Linked DNA regions of Dromaius novaehollandiae: region 1 is linked to region 2. Evidence: chromatin contacts called from public Hi-C data. All regions are on one chromosome and are shown on one strand. The core of a region is the stretch at or near the end of the contact, and the rest is flanking DNA. Distances in the headings are between cores, read along the strand shown.

Region 1 (7,842 bases), core at 379-2,878, 98 kb before region 2:
GATTAAGCTAGAGATATCTCTGGCAGCTTCCTCCTATTCACTGCCCAAGTCCAGCTCCATGCTAAGGAGAGAATTTTCCCAATGGTCAATTTTTCTCATTCACACATCCTTTCATTCTGATGGTATCTTTCTCAAACCAGAAATATTAAAACTTACTTTATAGCTCTAGCTTGGCCCTCCTTTATGACAAAATGGCACAAGTCAGCGAGCATCACTTGGCATTTGGTTCCCAACATTTGCCTATGCTGACACTGAACAAAGGATATTGAAGCAGCTTTACATGCACAAACTTTTGTTTGCAGGCTCCACTGCAGATGGCGTATATTGACTCGAGTTACCTTAGAGGAGAAACAAAAGAGGGAAAGAGGGGAAAAAAAGGCAAAGGAAAATTCTCCTCAATGACTAGCAGAGAAAAGAAGTTGGATCCACAGACACATCCTTCTCTGGGCACTCTCTCCTGCGTAGCTGGAAATGACAATAACGAGATGAATTTTTTTGCCATGTTTCCCCGCTAGTCTGACAGACTTTCCATCAGGGACCTACTCAAACTCCCTATTAGTTGTTCCCATTTCTGATGCTGTTAACACTGACTGGAGCACAGCTGGACCAGGTACAAGTGCTGCATGCTGACTGTTAAGCTTCATGCATGATTATTTGGGGGTAATATTTATTTAAACAACTATTATCTACTATGTTATTCACTAAGCCTTGTTCTTCAAATAAAAACTAAAAGCCTCAAAATAACAAGTAGAAAAAAGGGGGGGGGGGAGCAGGGGAGGAAGTCAATCCCATACCCGTGGCAATCACTTTGCAGGAGAAATCCAGCAAAACAAATAGTTTTGGAGTTTGCAGGTGCACAACAGCAGGTGCATGAGGTGCTATGAGAGCAGTATAAAGAGCACAGCAGTAACACCACCACAGCAACTTCAGAAAAACTCACCACAGCTTAGGTGAAGGGTTACAGACCTGTGAGAGGCAGACTACAAAGCAGCCTTGGGCACCATACAAATCGAGGCAGCGAGGCCTAAGCACCACAGGGACGGCACTACTGTTTGCCATGAATTCGCTTTGGCCTGGGAGCTCCTGTCCTCACACGAGTCACCCCCACCCCCCACTGCCAGGGCGCACTAGAGGCGGGCGCTAGACTCCCACTAAAGGTCCCGGGGAAGGGAGAGAGCCCCTCAGCACACCGACACCAAAGGAAGCCAGCACGTCTCGTTCGGACGCCTCTCTCCACCCGTTAATTTTAAACAAGAACCCGCCTCCGCCACGCACCCCCTTCCCACAGACAGCGACGGGCAACGGCCGGTCCCCGCGCCGCCACGTCACCGCGCGCCGCCTCTCCCCGAGCCAATGAGCGGCCGCCGCCCTGCGGACCGGGCGGAGGGGGCGGTGCCTCCGGAGGGAGAGGGAGGAGGGAGTCGTGGCCACGTGACGCGGAGGACACGCTCCTGCCGGGCGGCGGGGTCACGTGAGGAGGCAACGCGTGTCCATACCCCCCCCACCCCCGGCCCAGAGTCGGGATTGTTGCATTACACGGGGGGGGGGAGGGAGGGAGGAGTATCACGTCACCGTCCCTGTCCCGCCGGCCAGCCCCGCGCGGGGGGGTGGGGCCAGCCTCGAGGCGGCGCCGCCGGGGCGAGGGCTGCGAGGGGCCGCCCGCTCACGTGACCTGGCGGGGCGGCGCGGCGGGTGCGCGGACCTAGCGGGAGGGGAGCGAGGCGAAGCGGAGGGACGCGCCGACTGAGCGGCAGCCGCCACCCACTTGCCCCAGCGCCGCCGCCATGGGCCGGATGCCCGCGCTCCCGGTGACTGCTCTCTGCCTGGCCGCGCTCTGCGGCTTGGCGGCGGCGACGGTGACGGCGACGGCGACGGTGCTCGCGACGAGCGGTGGGGCGGGCGCCCCCCTTTCGACCGTTGGTGAGTGCCTCGCGCTGCCCCCCCCGCCCCTCCGCGGCGGTTGCTGACGGGGCAGCCCCTCCCCCGCGCCGCGCGCTCGCGCCCCGCCCGTTGCCCGGCGGAGGGGGAGCGGGGCGGCCCCGCGCACCGGCCTGGCCGCTGCCTTACTCCGGCCCACAGCCCCCTGCGGCCGCTCTCCGCGATCCCCCGGCGGCGGCGGGGCCGCCCCGCTGCCGCCCGCCTCCGCCGCGCTGAAGCCACCTCTGCGCTCGGCGCCTTGCCGCAGCCTGCGGAGCTTTCTGCCCGCTTTTCTCGTCACTCTCGCCTTTCCCCCCCCCCCCCCCGCCAACTGTGAAATATATGGGTGTTGTGGTGTGAAATGGGCTAGCGCAATTTGAGCTGCTTCAGGTGCAGCAAAGTCTTAGTAGCTGGTAGCTTTGCTTCCAGTAAAATGCATGCAGCACGCTTGTTCCGTGCAAACTTCGTACAGTTCAAGTTGGGGTAGTCACTTACGCAACCAGCATTACGCTGCTGCTGCTGGTAGTTATTCTTTATCCAGACCTTAGCCTCACTGTTCCTCGTGTGGGCTTGTTTAATGTTCCTGGTTTTGAGCTGTATACTGAAATTTTCAAACGATCAAGAACCACAAAGTGTGTAGTACGCCCCAAATGTAAAGGAAAGAAGTTGTTCTAGAAGTACGTTAATGTTTTTGGCTGCATTTCATAGCGGTGCTGGGCGTAGTTTAGTGCGAAGCTATCCAGTAATGCAGGCTTCGCAAGGCCCTTCTAGGTTATTTCCTTTTGTTTCCCACTGGCGATGACATGATGTAGGCCAATACAGGCAGCAGATTGGATCCGTGAACTGCTTGAGGACTGCTGGAAATCGAAGGTTAACAACCTCACTGTCAGAGCAGAAGAGGGCAGTGTTGGTTCAGCAGGACAGATTCTGTTAAAGTCTTTCAGGTTCCCCCCTTAAGAGTAGGGGGAGTATCTGAATTCACAGTCACAGCTAATACACTTAACAGATTTATCTGGGGAGCAGAATGTGAGCTTGCCTACTTCAAGAGCTGCGTTTGTGGTACCCAAATACTTTCCAGTGGAGAGCAGGCATCTCGTCTGCTGAAGCTGGGCAGCTTGCTGTAATTCCATATAAAGATTTTAAGATAGCCTTTCATAGCAGGAATAGCGCTGGGAGAGCATATGACGTCCTGCTGCTGATTGTGAAGCTGAATTTGTTGACAGCTCCTCCTTGAAATATTTTGTGATGATACAAATGCGTTCTGGTCCTTTAACTCTTGCAGATCTGTTCTTCCCTTATGCTAGTCTGGGAAAACTGTTTTGAAAGTGAACTGAAAATCTTAATGCACCTGGTATTAGCTGCAACTGGTATTAGACTGTCCTCCCCTGTCTCCACAGATGTACCGTGCTAAATTGTCTGTATATCAATGAGGAGTTTCCATTTCTGAAAAATGAACATTAATTTTTCAACATTGTGCAGGCTATTATCACTGGTCAGATATATACCCAGAAGAATAAATGACTGTCTCTGAGATCCGTTGTCCAGAAACTGTCATATCACTACTGAAGTGGCTTAAGTACCATCTTTCTGAAGGGAACAGGGCAAGACTGTTGTTATACCTCACTGATATGAACTGGTAAAGATCTCGTTATATCTTTCAACATTTCTTGCAAGTGGAGAAGTGGGCACTAATATTTTTAGGTTATGTACAGGTGATGTACTTTACTTCCTGATAAGCCTGAGCCAGCCTTATCCAACAGAAAGGCTGCTGAATTCATGTTTAATCCAGATTGCCAGAATACTGAAGTTAGAGAGTTAACTCATTTCTAGTTGTTATCTTGAGAAGTGAATTACCATGTTCATTGCCAAGGATCTGTGACTAGCCTGGTTCCCTTCACTAGGGAGCAGAGTGGAGAAAAATGAAAGGTCATCCATTGGTGCCTGGAGTAGGTGGATATTATGTGAAATGTGCTGGCGAATGTGTGTGTTGCAAAGAGTGGGTGGTTTGTGTGCAGGGTGGGGTTTTTGTTTGTTTGTTTGTTTTTAGTGTGATGGCTGTATGAATAAGTCTTATTCGAAAGTAATACAGTAAAACTGTAGACTGGGAGAATTTATTTGACCCAGATATTGGATTTGTTGACATTGTGGTTTTAAGGCAACATTTGGCTGAGATTAACATTGAAAAGCAATATCATATTGGGCTGGTTAAGTTGCTGGCTCCTACTGTGATTAAAATAGAAATAGATTGATTTCTTTTCTATTTTCCTTTACGTGCATTTGTATATGAAGCTTTTTAGGTCCTTCCAAGTTGTTTAAAGTAAAACAGTTGTTTGCAACTCAGTCTTAATTTGTTGTCCTCTGTTAATATATCTTGTGCAACTTACATAAGCATATACAAGTATGTAGATAAGACTTTTCCTTCCAGCTTAAACCTGTGGTATGTGATAATAAAATACACAATTTTATTGTGCATTCAGTAACCACTTACTGTTGCTGTTTCAGGAAGTCCAACGTGTTTTAATAGACGTCATGTTTATTTGGCTATCACCTTGGTTTCTTCGTCTAAACGGTGACAGTTCCTAGTTAGATGCAACGTATCCTGTTGAGTACTTTAAAGGTGACAAGGAACTTGCCAGTATCCTAAAGATAGGGAGCTTCATACTCAACAAAAGGAGTTTCACATGTTAAGTCCACTGCTTCATCTGAGATGTAATAAATGGAAAACTTATGAACCTTCCAGTTTTAATTGTTAACTAGCACAGCTGTTTATGCAGACCTGAAATGCAGGGTCTGGCTTATAAAGCAACATAAAGTAAAACCTTCATGCTAGGCACATTCTCAGTTGCATATCTACTTTACTCTTCTCATAAACTTGGGCTTGATGTGCAAATCAGATTTGTTAAATAGTTAAGATTAAATCTTAAATTTGACTTGTGCAAAAGCCCACAAATTTTACTTTTTCTGAAAGCTGCCTAGAAATGGGTGGTCTTAAAATAGGATTGTCTGGTTTTTAAGATGCAGAATAGTAAATGCAGAGTCTTATTGCTCTTGTCCTGATTAGTTCAACAGTGCTGTTCGAATAGAGTGGCTTCCCAACAGAGATGAAGTTTGCGCACTGGTATGAGCTATCTTGTGGTGGAAGCAAGTCAGAAGTAATTCTGCTTCACTTGGACTTCTGTGTTGTTTCTAGAATTGTAACAACCATCTTTTAATCTAGAGTCAAAATCAGCATGAAATTACAAATTTCCGATTTTTTTCAGTACTTTCCAGAAATAGCATGCTGTTACAATACCTTGTTCTACATCTAAGAATAAACTTCTCCAATCTGTTTCTGCTAAACTTGCAGTGAGACTGTGAGGTTGTTGTGTTGTTTAGCTTCTGCATATTCGTGGAGGCTTAATTGGCACCTTAATAGAAGATTTTGTTTGATGTCAGAGGAATCTGTATACCTTATCAGCTCTCTGCTATCCAAGGTATTTGGAAACTGGAATACCCTGAATAGTGTGATTTTTGTGACATAGCCCGTATCATGGTGTGTAACATCTGGCTTAGCTTTGTCCAGATGAGTTAGCAATGAACAGTCTTACCATGACAGCATTTCAGCTCACCATAATGCTTCTCCATGTCAGTCCCCAAGTGTGAAGTCAGCCTTAAGCTGACTTGTTGCCTGTGGGATCCATGACAGGGTAGATTGTGATAGGTCCAACCTGGCTCTGTGTAGAGTCAATTTGTTCAGGTTTCCCACCATGTGGGATTGCTTCAAGATCTAAATAATCACACTTACATGGCACAGAGCTCTAAAGGCTTCTGGACATAATGGTATTTCAGCAGGAAGCTTGCTGAGTTGTCAGCATTCGTGGTATGATTAAGCAGTGTGATTAACTCGGTTAATACAATTGGTTTTAAAAGGTGTAGCAGTTTCTTACAGCACTTGCTGAAGCCTAAGGCTTCTGAGAGTACCTGTACCAGCAGCGGCTCTCAGAATGGAGAGCTTTTAGCTAATCTTTGAAAGATTAGCTGTCTTGGTTTTCCACATGCTGCTTCAGCTGTTTAACCACTCTGGTTTCTAGTTTCTATGTCAGGGTCACTTTTAGTTGCAGTTAGGTTCGGGAGCAGTACTAAATACCTGGTTTCCTATTTTGTAAAACTTGGGCAGACTATACTCAATACATAGCACCATTCTCCCTCCAGTTTGCCTTGAGGAAACTGATTTTGCATTAGTAAGCTAGGATGTTTGTTTTATTCAAATTTGCACTATGAAGTTGAGCACTGCCTCAATTGTCCTGTCTGTGACAAGCTTTTTTTATATATTTGCTCATGTAACTTCTGCTCTTCCTGTGGCAAATTGAACATTCAGCTGTTTTGTAATTTCAAAACAGCAGTATGCTGGAATTCAGTGCCATGTGTAAGGGTACCTAAAATTCAGCCTGCTGCTGTTTCTTGGAGTTAAATATTGTCATTAGTGTTTTTAAGCATAATCTTTTATTCTTTCATAGCTCCGACAACTGATCTTTCTACCAATGCTACTACAGCCTCTACCAATGCTACTACAGCCTCTACCAATGCTACTACAGCCTCTACCAATGCTACTACAGCCTCTACCAATGCTACTACGGCTCATACTACTATAGGTAATACAAAAAGACCCAGATGACTGGATGCGTGAGATCCCTTTGTAAACAACTGCTTGAACTTGGAAGTGTAGTGTGGGTTATAATGCAATATATGTTGCTAGGATTACTTTCGCTAGCCTCCGTTCATATGGAATATGAAATGGAGGATGTGGAAATGATTATGGAAAATTCTATACGAATGCCATTCATATAGAATGGCAATGAACCAGGAACTGGTGAATAAATAAAGGACAAGGGCCTTTTCACAGACCACTGTAGTGAAGCGACTACTAACATGTGAGGTGTGGAATACATAAATAGTTCCAAGGTTTGGAAGCAGTAGTTTGTGCATTAACTTTTTTTCCTTCAGATTCAAATAACTATAAAGTGGCTCAGTGATAGCTGTTTGAATTAGATAACAATTCATGACTAGTGGAAATGGCTAATGAGTTTGACTTGTATGTTGCCCAGTCCTAAAATTTCTGTTTTTACACGTGCTGTCATCTTAACAGCGAAGTCCTGAAAACCTCTTCTTTGAAAGCATCCCCAGCTCAAGGGAGCTGGGAGGTAGCAAGATGCAGAACTTGACTGGCTCCCAAAAGCCCGCTGTACAGTAGGCTGACACTTAGCTTTGAGTACACTTACAAACATTGGTGCTTGTCACAGCTATATAGTGGGATACTTAATTTTTAGTAAAATTAATCTTCTGTTAAAAAAAAAAAAAAAAAGACAGAGATCCAGAGTTCAGTGTTGATAACTGGAGGACTTTTAAGAGATATTCTAGCTGCACTTGACTGTTCTCATATTCGAATAATGTCACTGGCGGTTAATGATTTTCAGAAAGTTATGGTATACAGGGAGTATTCATCTGCTGTTTAGAGATATTGTATTTAAGTACTTGTTTAGTACAATATAAACTGATTCTAAATGCCTCGTAATAAAAGTCCTCTGCCTTGATACAGATTCTCGGTTGTCTTTTATGGAAGCAGCTGTCTTGATTCTTATTCCAGTATCAGCATTTACATTGATGTTTGAAGGAAAAGTATTTTTTGTCCAAGTGAAGAATTACTGTCTGATCTGTGGAGAGCCTTGAAATACTTGGATGAGAATGGTATGGTCAGGTTGTAAATTAAAAAAAAAAAATCCTTTTTGCAGAAACTTGGCTTAATGCCATGCAGCTGAACATATAAATTGTGTGGGGGCAGTCTGAAGTCAAAGCTTATCCTTGTTGGAGCACAAAAAGACAAATCATTTATATAAGAACCTAAATGCTTGTGAACTTTGCTCTTGGAAGCTCATGGTGTGTACATAC
Region 2 (7,477 bases), core at 545-3,044:
TTCTACCTCCTTTGTGAAAAGGGCCTTTGGCCCTTTTTAGGCTTCCAGTGGTAGTGTTAATGGCACATGATTTGCATAACCACAGACATAAGAGTTTGCTACCTTCTCTGCTTGCATCACAGAAATCAGCTTACTGTCTCTCCTGGTCTCAGCTCATACGTTACCCAAATGGCAAGTGGCTCTTCTGTTTCTTAATATTAAACTCATATGGAAAGGTGCTGGAGCTCTCTACCATCTTCATTACCAAGCTCTACCACCATGATTCCCTGCAACTACAGCCATGAGAAAACTCGGAAACAATCATTCAAAAGATTTTTGAAAATACCGGCACAACCACATGCAGTAAAAAAAAAAAAATGGTATTTACAATACAGATGAATGGAAGATTTAATAGAAATTTCCATCAACAATTAGGAATTATAATTCTAAAGGAGAATATTCACATAATGGCAAGACAAAATCAAAGCTACCATGCTTGAAATTTTATTGTGTCTGACTGAAAAAAAACTCCACTTTCACCTGTAAGAAAGCTCACTTTACTTGCCACCAAAGCTACTTATCCTGCAAAATTACAGCCATTGAACAAGCACAATGACTGCCATATTGTTTGAAATAAATACAATAAATAAATGAGAATAATTAAAGCAAGGATTAAAAAAAATAATAATACATCTTCCTGAACCAGACTTGAGATGCTGCTTGGTTGCAAGTGTTTATATTTTAAAATAAACCATAACAAGTGCAGTTAAATGGAGTTATACACCTATTACACACAGAATACTTGTATTCTGTACTACCAGGTAGAGGACAGGAATGTGATATTCTAAGCAAGTATTGTATTGCTTGAAACTATATAAAGCATCTTCAGATGCTACAGTAGCACCTACCAAAGTCCAAAAATTTCAGAGTTTTATAAGTTATCCTTAACGTTAGTAGCTTTATTTGGCTGGAAAAAAGCCAATGCTAACATTTTGTTTCTTAATGAATGGATACGGTGCTAAGCATGTGTGTGCTAGATCCTAGTTTTTGATTGCTACCTGATAGAGAGGATAAAGTTGTTCAATAACACTGCTGTGTGTACAAAATCTCTTCCATCTAAGCATGTGCAAATATTTACACTGGACTAGCTGAGTAATTCTGTCTGTAAAAAAACTGAATAAAAACAGAGATAACCAACACATCACACATTAGTAAACAACAGCATTTTGATATTATATGAAACTTAAGCAGCATATAGGTCATCGTTAGCACCAGAGAATAACACCAAAAGGACTGTTTATCAGTCACTAAAGACTAATGCACTATTTTCTTTATCCATTAAGTGGGAACTTCCTTAACGCTGTCCCAGTGAACAAAGTATTATTATGGGAATGGAAAAAGCAGTTAACGTGAGGAAAGTAGCAGAATCCAGCCTGCTAGACCTAGAAACTTGAACTTCATTTTTAAAAAAAAGGAAATAAAAGTAACCCACAGAACAAATCAAAAGCATCAGAGAAATGGAAGAATATTGATCCAGTCCATCTTATCTGGCCTGGATTCCTGTTCTTGAAACAAACAGAAGTGTCGCAGAATTTTTCGCGTCATCCAAGGAAGTGCTTTAAGCTAAAAGTGCTAATGCTATCATGACTGCTTTCAGGGAGAAATTTCACATCATTCTGATTTTAAAATCATACCACAAGCTGCCAAGCTAAAGCAGACCTCTGGGAACTTGGCAGCAAATAGAAACTCTACCTGGTGCAGCAGCAGCGGCAAGTTTGCTGCTGTGTACTCCCTCCTCAAGCAGCTCTCTAACTCCCTCTGCATGACATCAGCCTGAATAACAAGAGGTTTTGCCTCCGTCACCTGCAAACAGAGCAGCTACATGTTGAACAGATCTTTCAAGCATATCATTGAAAAGAAATGTAAATACAGAAAAAATATTTAGGCTTTGACTTTAATTGGGAGTAGTCACATAAACAGAAGCTGCACAGCCAGGCCCACATTACTGGTATCACAAGAACAATCTTAACCAAATAAAAGAAAGGCTGTTTTGTTTTACCAACATGCAAACTATATTATGACCCTTCCCATCCCATCTTTACAGGCTCTTTTCCATTCTGAAAAACATATCACTTTCTCTGATTTTAATTTTCAGTTATTACTTGGTGAAGAGAATTTTAAGCTAATGTATTCTTCAGCTACCTGTAAGCCTTTCTTCAGTATTATCTCCCTTTCTTTTCTGAAATAAGATGCATCCTTTGGAATTGGAACAGAACTGCAAAAATTAAAAAAAAAAAAGTTCAACAGGATGTTACAGACAATTTGATATTAGCAAACATTTGACATGCCCAACACCATTCAAATGGTAAAGTCAACAGTAAATAAGTTCAGTGGTATGAAAAACCTATGTTAAAGCAGCATTAGTTTATTTAATTAGAAGACATCTTTTAGGCAAAATTTTAAGGCACAGACTGATTTCTTCCACCTCCATTTTTTAGCTAAAGTCTTTAAAATGTCCATCTGGAGGACTGCCAGTTTGAATGGTAAATATTACAACCCTTAATTACATAGTGGAATGCTTTGATAAGCATCCTTCATAATTTATTGAACTTCCTTCCCAATATGCCTATATCAGAAAAAGAGGGGGATGAGAAAACTTCTGCAGGAAAATTATTTCTTAATTTTCATGCATCAATACACTTACAGCAAGAATAGGTTGTACAAAATTTTTATTTAACTGAACAAAAGGAATGTATGTGAATTAAATACACAGGTGAAAACTGGACCCTTAAGAAAGGGCTCCTGAATTTTGTTCAGAAGTGATACATGAGAAACTGCACTGGAGCACTTTATAACCATAAAAAGTTAAGACTGGAAGAGATTTTTTTTGTGAGCATCTAGCACTCCCACTGCTCTAAGGCAGGAAAAAGAAAATTCATTCTGTATAGATGTTTGTCTAACCTGCTCTTGAAGACCTCCACTTACAGACGGTCAATGGTCTCCCGGACCAGACAAAACATCAGTGTTTAATTACACTGTCTTGAAAAGTCCTTCTTGGTTTGAACTTTAGCCCGCTATTTTCTGTCCTATTCATAAATGGACACCAGGAGTTTATTCCCTCCCCCTTTACAGCAAGCTCCCTTATGTCTGAAGACTTATAATCTAGAGAAAACAGAGTGGAGACATAAGCACAGCTCCTTTCATCTTTTCAAGTCTCCTACTCAAGTTTTATTGAACTCTGTTTTCCTCCAGATATTCTCCAGGTGGTCTACAGCCTTCGCGAAGCATCGTGCCAAAACCGGGTACCCTGCCATCGCTGACATCTCCCTGCTGCTGAGGGAAGCGAGTGCAGCTGGTTTACATGGGGCCGTTCTGTTTATACATCCCGGTGTTGTGTTTGAAGCTACTTCCTCTTTGGGGTGAGAAGGAAATACTTGACATTATAGAGAGATTTAAAGTTTTGTTTGCAGTACACAACATAAAACAGCTTCAGCTATTTTTTTGTTTTTACATTCAACTTTTATTTCGACAGTAGTTCTCTGCCAGATGTGCAATAAAAAAAAAGCTGTTGTTCCTGGCTCCCATGTGTGTATTCAGGTCTCCAAACTGAACAGTAATATAGATGCATGATATTTGTATCATGACCTCCCCCCAAAAGCACAATACAATACAGTGCTATAATCTGACTCTTCCTCATTCCCCCCAAAGTCCTTGTTACCTGTATGCCCTACTCGGTGTTCCCTGGAGCACCCCGTTGTCTTCTATTTCTGCCTTCAGCTCTGCCAGCTGTGCTGCTAGCTCTCTTTCCAGCTGCTGGACCTTCTTGGTAGACGAGATCGTGTATACTTCATCCATTTTTCATAATTTGGTTTGGCAGACCAAAAGACGAAGCAGTCAGGAGGAAGTTCCTTTCTCAAGTGTGAGGCACATGCGAACTCTGGACCTGGAGAACTGCTCACATCAAAAGCACAAATCCCCATTCCTACATAGACAATGTACAGTATGCAGCATTTACATAAAAGAATTGTTTATTCAGCATCTCTTTTAACAACAATAATGTTCTTTTGGTATCTGGAACAGAACTGGGTGAAAGTGATTTTTCCCAGTTTGATTGCTGGCCTGAGAAAAACAGGAAAAAGTGGTCTTGGCCCAAAGTTTTCATGTACATCCCTCTGTACCCCACAAACAAATGCCATCTCTTTCCTCCTTCCCCCAGTTTTTGTTAAGGCAAAAGGGATTAGATAATCAAACATGGAATTTTATGTGCCCCAAAAACATTTTACAAGAGAATTGAAACTCCTTGCTTAATTTTTTTCCAAAAAAAACCTTGGACATTCAAAACCCATTTTCTCCCAACTTCTCTCATCTGAAACTATTACCTGAGGTTGACGAGAATAAGAGGAGTGAAATAATTTGCAAAAAGTGCCAGGTTTTGACAAATGTATTATCTGCAAAAAATCCACTAATAATAACTTGCTTGGTTCTAATGGGAAACATTTGACTTGTGAGAACTTCTAAAGCCCAACACCTGGAATTATGCTCATTGTATTCATTTGCCAGTGAGGGATATAATCTATTAGAAAACTGGGAGTTGTCTTTTTAAGGGAAGAAGCAAGTCATTGCAGAAAGATCTGCGTTTTCTTTTGGAGAGGCGGAGGGAAAGACGTGGCAAGCTCATTTGTAATAAAACTGCTGAATAACAACCTGTAGTATCTATTTCCCAGTGGTCTGCAGAAACTGTTTGGCAGCTGTGGGCATGTTGTTTCTCCTTTTTTCTTTAATGAAAGAGCAGTGAAAGATAATAGCTATTGATCCAGTCACAAGTCTGACACGACAAACACAGGAAACAGTCAAGAGGTCGAATAAAGAACCTGGAGGTACTTTTTTGGGTTCTTCGCAGGTAGTATCCCAAGGTCTTGGACAAATTCTTGTCTTCTGGTATTGGGATTGGCCTAGCTGATAATACGAGCTGCAAACTAAGCAACTGAGGGAAAGAATCAGAGAATTCAGATCTCTGTACCTGGACTTCAGACCTGAGGGGACCGGAAATTCAGGTAAACAAGGGTACAAACACCAAGGGACAGGATGACTACAACGAGGAAGGAAATGTTATTGTTGATAAAAATCAGAATAAAAAGATTTTACTGAACCCAGCCAGGAATCTGTGTGAAATCAGTGAGAAGCAACCAGTATATTCACATCCTAAACCCAGAGGCCCAGGTGGGAACTTGGACTGGTGACACAAGGCATGAAAGCTGACACAATCAGGATAATATAAGCAATATGGAATAGCAACCACACCTCAGCAGCAGGTTATGAGATGTTTTAGAAAGACTGAACTTATGCTAAAGTTTATGGAAGAGTATGATATTTTACTGAATTAACAGATTTATGAATGGCTAGCACAGGTAAAAGGGAATCTATTTGTATTAGACTTACCTTGGAGAATGAAAATAAAGATTTTTACCAGATTAGTACTAAAAAAAAGTCTGCCATGCTCTACGAATGTCTTCAAATGGTCACTGAACCAAGATTATATTTCAGACAGTTTTGGTAAGCAGTGAGAACACTACAGAAGTGATCATAATGGAAGAATAAACATAGACACGTATGAAAAGTATTCAAGTTCAGAAGGACTAATTTAGAGAATAAATATACAAATTTTACTACTTACTATGTTACTAAAAGTAATTAGCAAACTCAGATGGAACTAATATCTCAAAGGTTTTAACACTGGAGAAGCTGGAATGTCTTTAAATCAATAGCGCAAAAGCTAACTAGAATTTGCACTCAGAATAAAAGCAGGCATGAAGTGTTTAGAAGAAAGGATGGTGGAGCTGATCAAAGAGTAGGCAGAGAACTAAAAAAAGGAAAAGACCAAAAGAGAGAGAGAGGGAAAAAAAAAAAAAAAAAAAGAGGACCAGGAAGCCTAGAACTAAAGCAAGAAATACCAGAAGTCAAATTAAATTAAACATCACAAAGGAAAAAAAAGAGCAGGCAGTTCTTCAGCCATACAAACAAGAAGGACATAAAAAAAAATGATACCACTGTGCAGGCAGTAGATTTTAGATTAGGGAAAAAAAATACATCAGATATGGCTATAAAACTAAAGAGAAAAATTTAGCTCAAATTTTTCAGAAAGGGCTATGATATAGCATAGGGAGTTAAGGTTAGGATACAGCTGAGGGGAATGAAGTAGTGGAAATATAAATTACAATTTCTCAGGATGAAGCAAAATTTGGATAGTTTATTCTGTTCAAATTGGGAGGATGGGACAAACTTATTTTCTAAAGACCCAACGCAGAAAACTGAGGTGTGCTAGCAAATATGTACTAAAAAAAAAAGATGTGGGGGGGAGAAGGATGAGCAATGGGAAAAAACTTGGGGAGCAAATATTAACAATTACAGGACCATTAATGAAATACCAATTGCATGCAAGGTTTTAGTATAAACTTTGAAGGAAAAGAAAGTCATGGATGTCAATAGACAAAATAAAAATATTTACCAAAAATGAATCAGTCCAGACTAACTTAGTATCTATCATACTGTATTAAAGGGACTAGAAAGAATTCTTTCCATATGGATGTGATTTAAAAGACTAGAAAAAAGACCTGGGTATATTAACTCATCCTATAGAAACTATGAACCACCAGAGAAAAGAACAGCAGGAAACTATTTAAACTAAAAGACAAATTTTGGCACAATAGTAAAACTGCCCACAAATAAGTTCAGATTGCAAAAAGAAGCCATCGTAAGCACCAGCGAAACAAAACCCTACAATGGCTTTACAACATGAGAGCTGAACAGAACAAGAACAGAAACCCGACCTAGTTTCAAGATGGAACTCAATAGGTTTGCGAAACAATTGAAGAGCGGGTAGCATATGCTGGTAAAGAAAAGGGCTCTATAACCCATAGGCTCCTTGTAGTCTTTTATCTTTTCCTGAACCACAGAGCACTGAGATCCTGATTGCCTAGTTTCAAACCAGTGAGACCACTCGCAATGGGAAAATTATGGTACAAGTGTTCTCAGGAAAGGGACCCATTTTCAGGCCAAGGCACAAGTGGCTGACATGACAAACAGCAGGAAAAATACTTGTATGCAGCATAATACATCGGATTCAAAACCAATCAGCAGCCCAATCCTTACACAGTACTTATGTCACCAAAAATTTTAGGAGCTAACCCAGAATTCCTAGAAATTAACAGAAAGAGCTTCATGCTTGATCAGAATTTATCTGACTAAATTCTTTGAACAAGTATCTTCATTTAAGCTAATCGCCCTGGACTCCTTTATAGTCAGTAAAGAGAACCCGGCATTTGGGGTAAAATTCATCAGATCTATTTTAGCTGTCACTTTAGTGTATGATGCATTACACTTTCAGAAATGCTTGCTTCTCTCTGCTGACTGAAGACAGCCTACGGGACCCATAGAGGGAGCCTATGGAGAGCTTCAGGTAGGCATTAGGATCCCAACCCAAGTGACTTAGAGAAGCTTT

What was found. Hi-C and Micro-C count contacts between places; a contact is called where the count stands out from the background.
Region 1: a contact with region 2 is called in a Hi-C map of brain, with 4 times the contacts expected there. The contact joins the promoter of CD164 here to the enhancer-like site in region 2. A contact is called at or near these places in 3 of 4 Hi-C or Micro-C datasets (brain, liver and ovary).

Annotation. Positions count from the first base shown.
Region 1 is chr3:51,141,213-51,149,054 of bDroNov1.hap1, reverse strand. It overlaps CD164 (CD164 molecule), which reads left to right and starts at 1,628. Exons shown (of 4, transcript XM_026119929.2): 1 at 1,628-1,920; 2 at 6,414-6,548. The coding sequence starts at 1,785.
Region 2 is chr3:51,043,393-51,050,869 of bDroNov1.hap1, reverse strand. No RefSeq gene overlaps it. Among named protein-coding and RNA genes, the nearest start is that of CEP57L1, 30 kb to the right of the region's middle. Within about 2 kb of position 1,794, at least 2 of the 2 cell types and tissues checked have open chromatin away from gene starts, as enhancers often do.